Regions from separate parts of the Sus scrofa genome. Here region 2 is linked to region 1. A link is a contact called in public HiChIP or PLAC-seq data. All regions are on one chromosome and are shown on one strand. The core of a region is the stretch at or near the end of the contact, and the rest is flanking DNA. Distances in the headings are between cores, read along the strand shown.

Evidence for each region. HiChIP or PLAC-seq counts read pairs in DNA pulled down with a chosen protein or histone mark.
Region 2: a contact with region 1 is called in an H3K27ac HiChIP or PLAC-seq map of alveolar macrophages. The contact joins the promoter of IPO13 here to the promoter of SLC6A9 in region 1. A contact is called at or near these places in 2 of 47 Hi-C or Micro-C datasets (embryonic fibroblasts and skeletal muscle) and 1 of 2 datasets of contacts at active chromatin or transcription factors (alveolar macrophages).

The regions. Positions count from the first base shown.
Region 1 is chr6:167,265,298-167,268,749 of Sscrofa11.1, forward strand. SLC6A9 (sodium- and chloride-dependent glycine transporter 1) reads left to right here and starts at 1,896. Exons shown (of 15, transcript XM_021096817.1): 1 at 1,896-2,941; 2 at 3,031-3,115.
Region 2 is chr6:167,345,640-167,349,622 of Sscrofa11.1, forward strand. IPO13 (importin-13) reads right to left here and starts at 2,166. Exons shown (of 19, transcript XR_298727.3): 1 at 1,331-2,166.

The sequences.
Region 1 (3,452 bases), core at 646-3,145:
CAGGAATTCCTTTTCTCTCAAGGCTGAGTTCCTCGAAATGGGCTCAATTCCCAGCACAGGGTGGATGCACACTCAGACGGGGTGAGTAAATGGACATTCACTTACATGGGGTCACGTGACTGGGGGGCGGGGCTGGAGGCCGACGGAGCATCCATCGAGGAAGTAATCGCCTCCGCTTCCAGCACCACCCCGTCCCAGCTTCCTCGAGGGCCACTCCGCAGATAATGCCTGCCCTGAAGCGACCGGGTCGCCACCGCTCCCGCCGCTCCAGCTTCCTTTCCGGTGAAGTGGGACATGGGCCCCCTGTGAGCTGGACGTTAGGGACATCAGGTGGTCAAGTTGTCAGGCCCCCTGGGCACTAGGCCCCCTGGGTGGTGGACACGGGGGCTCTGGGTGCGGAGAACTCTGGATTTCAGGTTCTCGGCAGGGTTGGGGGCTCTGGCAATGGGAATTCTGGACTTTGGGATTTCCAAGATATGTAAGAATCGGAACATTGAAATGCTCTGGAAATCAGGGCTGCACCCCAGGCAGGGCCAAAGTCAGTGTTTCTGAGCTGTGTGCCTAATTTTACCTGTAGCTGCTGGGATCCAGTCTGGACCCTGCTCCGATTCCCATAATTGGCTCATGCTGTCCCCGTGGACCAGGGCCAAAGAAAGCACAACAGGATGGCCTGAAGGGCACGTGGTGCCCCAGAGACAGCTCTTGGGTCTGGAACCGATCTATCCCACTCCCTTGCATTGTGACAGGGCGGGGAAGGTGCCAGGCACTGACCACTACAAGTTCAAGGGAGGAAGAATCTGAGAGCAGAGCCCAGCTGCTGAGGCTGGGGCTCCACGCCCTGTCAGGCCAGGCTGCAACTCAAAGCCACATCCAGCCTCCCCCACCATCTCCGCAGGGCCCCTCAGCACTCCTCCACCAAGGTGCCCAGCGCTGCCAGCTGCCACAGTGCCTTCCAGAAGCGGCGCGAGTCTGGTCTTATCCTATCCCACCAGACTTACACCTAAGCATACTCCCCCGGGGCCCAGCAGAGGCCTTGATCTTGCAGGCTGATGATGACAAGTGAAACCAGTCAGCATTAGGGGATCTGACCCCGGGCCCAGCCCTCCCAGGAAATAGCGCTGCAACTGGAGCTCCTGAGACACGCCCTGGCCCGCAGTGGGTGGGGCCCAGCCACCGAGCTGCCCCTCCTCTTGCTGCCCTGCCCCAGGAAGAAGCTCACCAGCCAGCGAAGATGTCTGACCCCATCAGTCCTCCTCTCGGTCCTCTGGCCCAATGCCCCTCCTCTCCCCACAGTGGTCCAGGCTGCCGGTGCCCTTCCCACCCCGTGGGCCAGCTGCCCAGGGCCGGGAGCTCACAGCTGGGGATGGAGGCCATCCCAGCTCTGACCTGGGCTAGGCCCAAACCTACCTCCCTTGGGGCCTCCTTCTGGTTGGAAAAAAACGGCTACTTTAGTCCCTGCCTCGTGGAGACGGCTTTTCAAACCAGAACCTTTTCACATAAGCTTCTCCCAGGGACTCAACTCACTGTGTGGCTGCCTGAAGCCCTTTCTAGATCAAGGTGGGTAACATACACACATCTGTAAATCTCTCCAGATGAACGCAAACATGCTTTGTGTTACATCAGCTGCCTGGCACAACCCACGCGGGCAACGTCTCCAACTTGCCCAGACACCCCAGGGAAAAATCTCTTTTACCCACCGCATGGGTTAAAGCGTGAGGCTGCCTCCCTGTCCCCAGATTAATCCCCAAACTCTTTCTCCCGAATAGAGGCTCAGGGGACTGAATTCTGAGCACCCCCCCCTCTTCTTCCACCCCCACCTCCCCCCGACCCCCAGCCACAGGTCTTGACAGTCTCTGGGAGACTGGCAGTGAGCATCTGGCAGTCTGTCTGTCTCCCTTCATATGGAGTCCGAAGCGTGAGGGGGGACGCCCCACTGTCCCTGGCCATGGCAGTCCCAGAAGCTTCACTGATCTTCAGTGCCCTCTTCGCAGCCCCCAGCCCACCCCCAGTCTACTGGAGGAAAGTTGGCCATTTGCCATCGTCTCAGCCTCTTCCTCACCCCATTCCACTACCTGGGGACTCTTTCAACAGCCTCCCTCCCGCCTTCCCCGTGTGGCAGCCCTTTTTGACAAGCCCCAGGGGGAGGGAGGGAAGGAGGGAGAGACCAGCAATTAAATTTACGTCCTATGCGGTGGGGTGGGGCTTGGATCACCCGTGCCGGCCCCCACCCAGAGCCAGGCACGCACACCCATACATACCACTACACAGAGCTGCTGCAGTGCCCACTGTCACTCCTCCACAAACACAGATCCACCTACACAAATCCACGGGGGCAGGGGGCACAGGCTCCACAGCCTGCTCAGGGAGCGGCGAGTGCGCGCACACAAGACACCTGCAACTCGTTCACAGGAGAATAAAAATCACAAACATGCTATACCTGCCAGGTTTGGGAACAAAGTAACAATGAAAATAATCTTGCTGATGAGAATAATGTCTCCAGACCTCCCCAGATCTGATTACATCCCTAATGTGAACAGGTTATAAGTTCCGAGTTGGCAGAGCCCGGGGGGGATGCCTTGTGCAATGGACGGCATGTGTAGCCTGAGAACTGCCTTGGCAAGAAGTGTCTGTGCCTGACACCTGTTATACTGCCCAGTGCCTCTGACAGTAAATTAATAACGTGGAATCTCACTCTTCAATTGATCTTGTGGGAGTTTCGCATGTGTGAATCAGCTTCTTAGAGGCTGACTATCCCCAGGGAACAAATAAAACTGGTTTCCTGGCCAGATGACAGTGAGGCTAGAATCAGGGTGCAGAGAAGAGACCATCTCTCCAGGTTGGTGCCCTCCCTGAGCAGAGGGCACTCTGCCGGGGGGCAACAGTGGTTCCCTGACAGCCAGTACGAAAGGCCCCTTCTTCTTGAAAGCTGGTGGCTCTTAAGGTAAGCAAATATGGGAGCTCCTTTCCACCAACCGCCAAGTATTGCTGCCCAAAGGCAGCCTGGAGCAATATGTTTTGTGCATTTTACAGGACAGGAAACAGGCTCCGCAAAGCTCCCTCTGCCAAAGTCTCTGCTTTAGCTGGAACTGGAACCCAGGTCTGTCTCCCTGGGGAGGTAAGTGGGGGTCCAGGTTGGTATCTGCAGCCCCTGTAACAATATGGCCAGCATAGAGCTGACCAAACCAATTTAGGGGAGGGTCAGTGGAGAAAGGACCCCCAGGCCTCGCGTCCCAAGGAGTAGGACCCAGGCCTTACCCAGCTGTGCCCACAGTCCCTAGCGGCGCTGCTCCAAAGGGAATGGAATTTGCTCTGACTTCTCTCTAGGGGGAACGCAGGCGCAGAAGGCCGGGGGCCTGGCAGGCTAACTCCAGCCTCAGCCCCCCCCCCCAAGTGCCCCGGCCTTCTGGCTTCATTCCAGCCCTACCCGAAGGGGACGACATCTGCTTCCTCCA
Region 2 (3,983 bases), core at 916-3,415, 81 kb after region 1:
CTCCCATCCACTCCACCGGCCCCATTTAGCATCCCCCAGAATCACCCCCAGGTCACTCCAGATGCCGGCACCAAAGCCACTGTGAAATCTGAGCAGGACTAAGACTTTGCTAGGCAGCTCTAGGCAGAGACAAACTGGAGGGAGGGGAGGGTGAGAACACGCCTCAGACAGCACAGGAGAGGGTCCAAGAAGCTGGCCAGAGCAGTCTTGGCCTGCAGCCCTGGCAAATGCCTCGCCTGGAGCTCTCAATTAGACAAACCCCCAGGGTCCCCATTCCACTGGGACTTCACACAGTAAGAAAACAGCCGTTTATCTCCCTGGTAGCACATGGAACAGTGCGCCACCATGCCAACACTGCCCAGCCCCGGGGGGGTGGAAGAGGGAGACCAGACCTCTCCCCCTCAACGCAGGCTCCACTCAAGGAGGCTCAGCCCCGTCTGTACCTCTGACAGTCCGTTATGGCCACTGTCCCTTGTCTGGCTCCCCGGGGATGCTGAGGCAGGCGGAGAACAGAAGCAGAGAGACGCATCCTCACCATTTGGTATGGCGCACAGGGCTCGAGAATGACAAATGAATATCTGCAACCGTTCTCTGCTTTCCAGCAAGGGAGCCCCATCTCCCCATTCATCCCAGGGGACATGCATGTCTGCATGGCAAGCCTCTGGGGGCAGAGCCCAGGAAAAAAGAAGTTCAAAAAAAAAAAAAAAAAAAAAGATGGACTGGGCAGTGGGGAGAGCCTGGGAGTGCCGTGGCAGGAAGCCATGCGGGCAGGTGAGTAGGGAAGGCCCCTGGAGCTGCCAGCAGGACCAGGCCCCTTGGGCAAAATAAAGGGGACCAACCAGGAGTGGTCTGGCTTCGGTCCAATAAACGAAGGCCCCTTCCCCAAGGAAGAGTGAAAGCACCATCCAGATCGTTTTAGCTCCAGGTTATTCTCTGAGCCCTTGGCTCAACAGAACAGGTCCAGGAGGGTTCAGCATCGCCATGGTTTCTGAGGACTGAGCTGCAGGTCTCCTGGGTTCCTGATTTCTTACTGCACTGCTCCTGCAGTTCCCATGGAGCTGGAGGAGAGCCAGTCTGGCTGGAGAGCTACACGGGGAGCACCCTGGGGGGGCCATCCCGAGACCCTAGAGTATCCACAGAGGACCCAGGTCAAAGAAAGGCCAAAAATAGCCTATTGAGAGGCTACTGCTGCCCAGAAAGACAGCAAATGCCAGGTGCTCTGGAGGCACCCTCCCAGCGGGCACCCAGCCCAGGCCTAGGCTCTGGCATTAGTGTCTGTCCCCAGAACTTCTGCTCTGTCACTGGAGTGCCCACCCCAGGGCCCTCATACCTTCTCCACGTTCTCCACAGTGAAGTCCAAGGCTGGTGCCGCTCCAGCCCCTGCAGCCCCCGGCTGCTCCTCCCGCCGCTCCATCTTTGCTCCCTCCCCAGCAGGGAGGTGGACCGTGACCTGTCTCCTGCCCCAGCCTCTTGGCTGCTGGCCCCCCTGCTAGACCCCGGCTTGGGTGCCCAGGGAGAGCTGGGGTGACAGGGGACCCAGGGCGAGCATGGCTGCCGAGGCCTCCCCACCTCGGTGGGGGGCGGGGGGCTTGCCAAAGGCCAAAAGGGGTGCCCTTCGGAGAAGACCCACGGAGGGGCACTCCTAGGAGAAAGCCACCGGTGCGGAGTTCGCAAGCGAGGGGTCCTAGTGGTAGGTCAAGGCTCTGTCCCCGGAATCTATGAGGAGAGAGTCACAGGGGAGGGAGGCCTGGGAGAAACCGAGGCCCCGGCCCGCCAAGGGTCACAGGGTCGATGGCCTGTACCCACAACACCCTCTTCTGAGTGAGCTCTCGGGTCCTAAGAGGAGGTCAAGGGGCTGGGGGGTCACGGGGGAAAGAGCCCTTCGCAGGTTACGCAGGCGTCCAACGAAGCGCGGGGCTGCAGCTTCGCAGGTCTGGGGCGAAGAGTCCGGAGAGTTGAGGGGCTGCGGCAGGTTCCCTCCGCTCGGCCCGGCCCGCGCTCTTCTCACCGCCGAGCTCCGGCCCCGCTGCCGCCGCTGCCTCCGCCCCAGTGACTGACAGGCGAGCCGGCCCGGCCGGGACGGGGCGGGGACCTCAGAGAGGTGAGGGCTGCCCCGAGCGCCTGTCCTCGGCACCGCCGACACAGACGCCGTCCCCCCCGACCCGGCTCGCCTGCCCTGACCCGACCCGGCCCGGCGCAGCCCGGCACGGCCCGGCGGAACTGCGCGGCAACTCATTCCGGGTCTCCGCTCCCGTCCTCGCGCCAACACGCGCGCCCCCGAGCAGGCGACGGAGCGGCGCGCCGCTCTAGGCCCCCGCCGAGCCAAAGGCCCCGCAGCTTTGCACCCTGGGAAATGTAGTCCGTTTTGCGCCCAGCGAGAGGGCGGCGCCTGGTGGCCGCGGCCGGGAGCACGTGGGCTTGGGGCTGGCGGAGCCCAGCCAACCCCAGTTTTACCGCGGCTTCCAGCGCTCCCGGTCGGACCGGCGGGCGGCGCTGCGGGAGGGCTCCCTAGACGGCTGTGACTCAACGGGTTGATGGATGGCGCTGGGAACCCAGGCTGGAGGATAAGGTGTGTGTTGGGGAGAGGAATACAGGGGACCCCGGTCACTCTGGTGCTCCGCCGCGGGCACCACCTGGGGCCCGGAGAGGGGCCGTCTGGGAAGACGGCTTCCGCACCACCCTGAGAAGAAACGAAACTTGGCACGCCTCCGTAGTAAAAAAGGGTGGCTCTCGGGGCCACCCATCGAGCAACTGGGAAACCGCGTACCATGGACAGTGCTCGGAGAATTTCCTAGGGTTCTTGGGAGCAACTTCTGTTTCTGAGTGATTAAAGTAAGAATAGTTCCCATTGAAGTGCTAGCATCAGTGCTTTGCATATCTAAGGTCCACCTCTCTCAGCACCTCCGTGGTGGGTAATTTTCATTCATTGTTTTCCGGGGAGGAAGCCAAAGTTGGAGAGGGTCGCGCTTACCTCGTCCCTGGGCACACAACTCGGGTAGCCGAGACCAGCCCCACATCTGACTGGCTGCAGGCAGACCCAGCAGTCCCTGCCCCTTACCCTCCGCTTGACCTTTTCTTAACGCTTGCCAGGGAAAGGAAGTAATCGAACGGGAAAAGACCTCTCCCTGCGCTTGTGCTCAGTGGAGGAAGCGGGCCATAGGACTGAGGCCTGAGAAGGTGGGTGAAGGCCTCCCTGAGAAAGTCCAGAAACTGGCTCTGAGTTTGAAGAACAGCAAGACTGGGGAGGAGGGAGGCTTGATGAGCTGTTAAGCAGAGTCCGGTGGGGATCTAGTCATTCGACAAACCTTTAACAAGAAAATGCTTGACGTACAGATAGTTTGTGTTCACTTTAAGAGGGAATGGGGGCCGGGAGGAAGGAGGGGGATGAGTAACAGAGATGAGGTTGGAAAGACAAGTTGGGAACAGTAGTCTCTTGAAGGAATTTAGACCTTATCCTCAGTGCAGTATGAAACCACGATGGGGTTTCAAGTGGGCAGTGATGACTGGATTTGCATTTTAGCCTCTCTCTGTCCTACGTAGGATACATTGAAGGAGGAAGGGGTAGAGGCTGGGGTGTTTGGAAGGATGAAGCAGGAAGCCAGCCTAAGGGAGCTGATTCCAGGTCTGTGCACAGGGCTGTGAAATGCCTTGGTCCCGAGCCTGAGATTTCATTGTGGAAGGTGTGGAAGGGGGAAGGATCAAGAGCACAGATTCTGGACTTAGGTCTGTGTTCAAAACCTGTCTCTGCCACTTTCTAGCCATAAGACCTTGACTTTTTTGGAACTCACTTAAAAAAAAAAAAAAAAATGAGGACAGTAATTCCTCCAGGGAAGGACAAACTGAGAGGGTATATGACTAGAGTGCAGTCTAGAGGCTGCATCTTGGTCAGTGTGAATTTTCTTCTTGCTTCCAATCCATGGCTTCTTTCTGGTGCCTGGGGGTCCCCATGGCAGAGAAAGAAGCCAAGTCTCACTAACAATGGC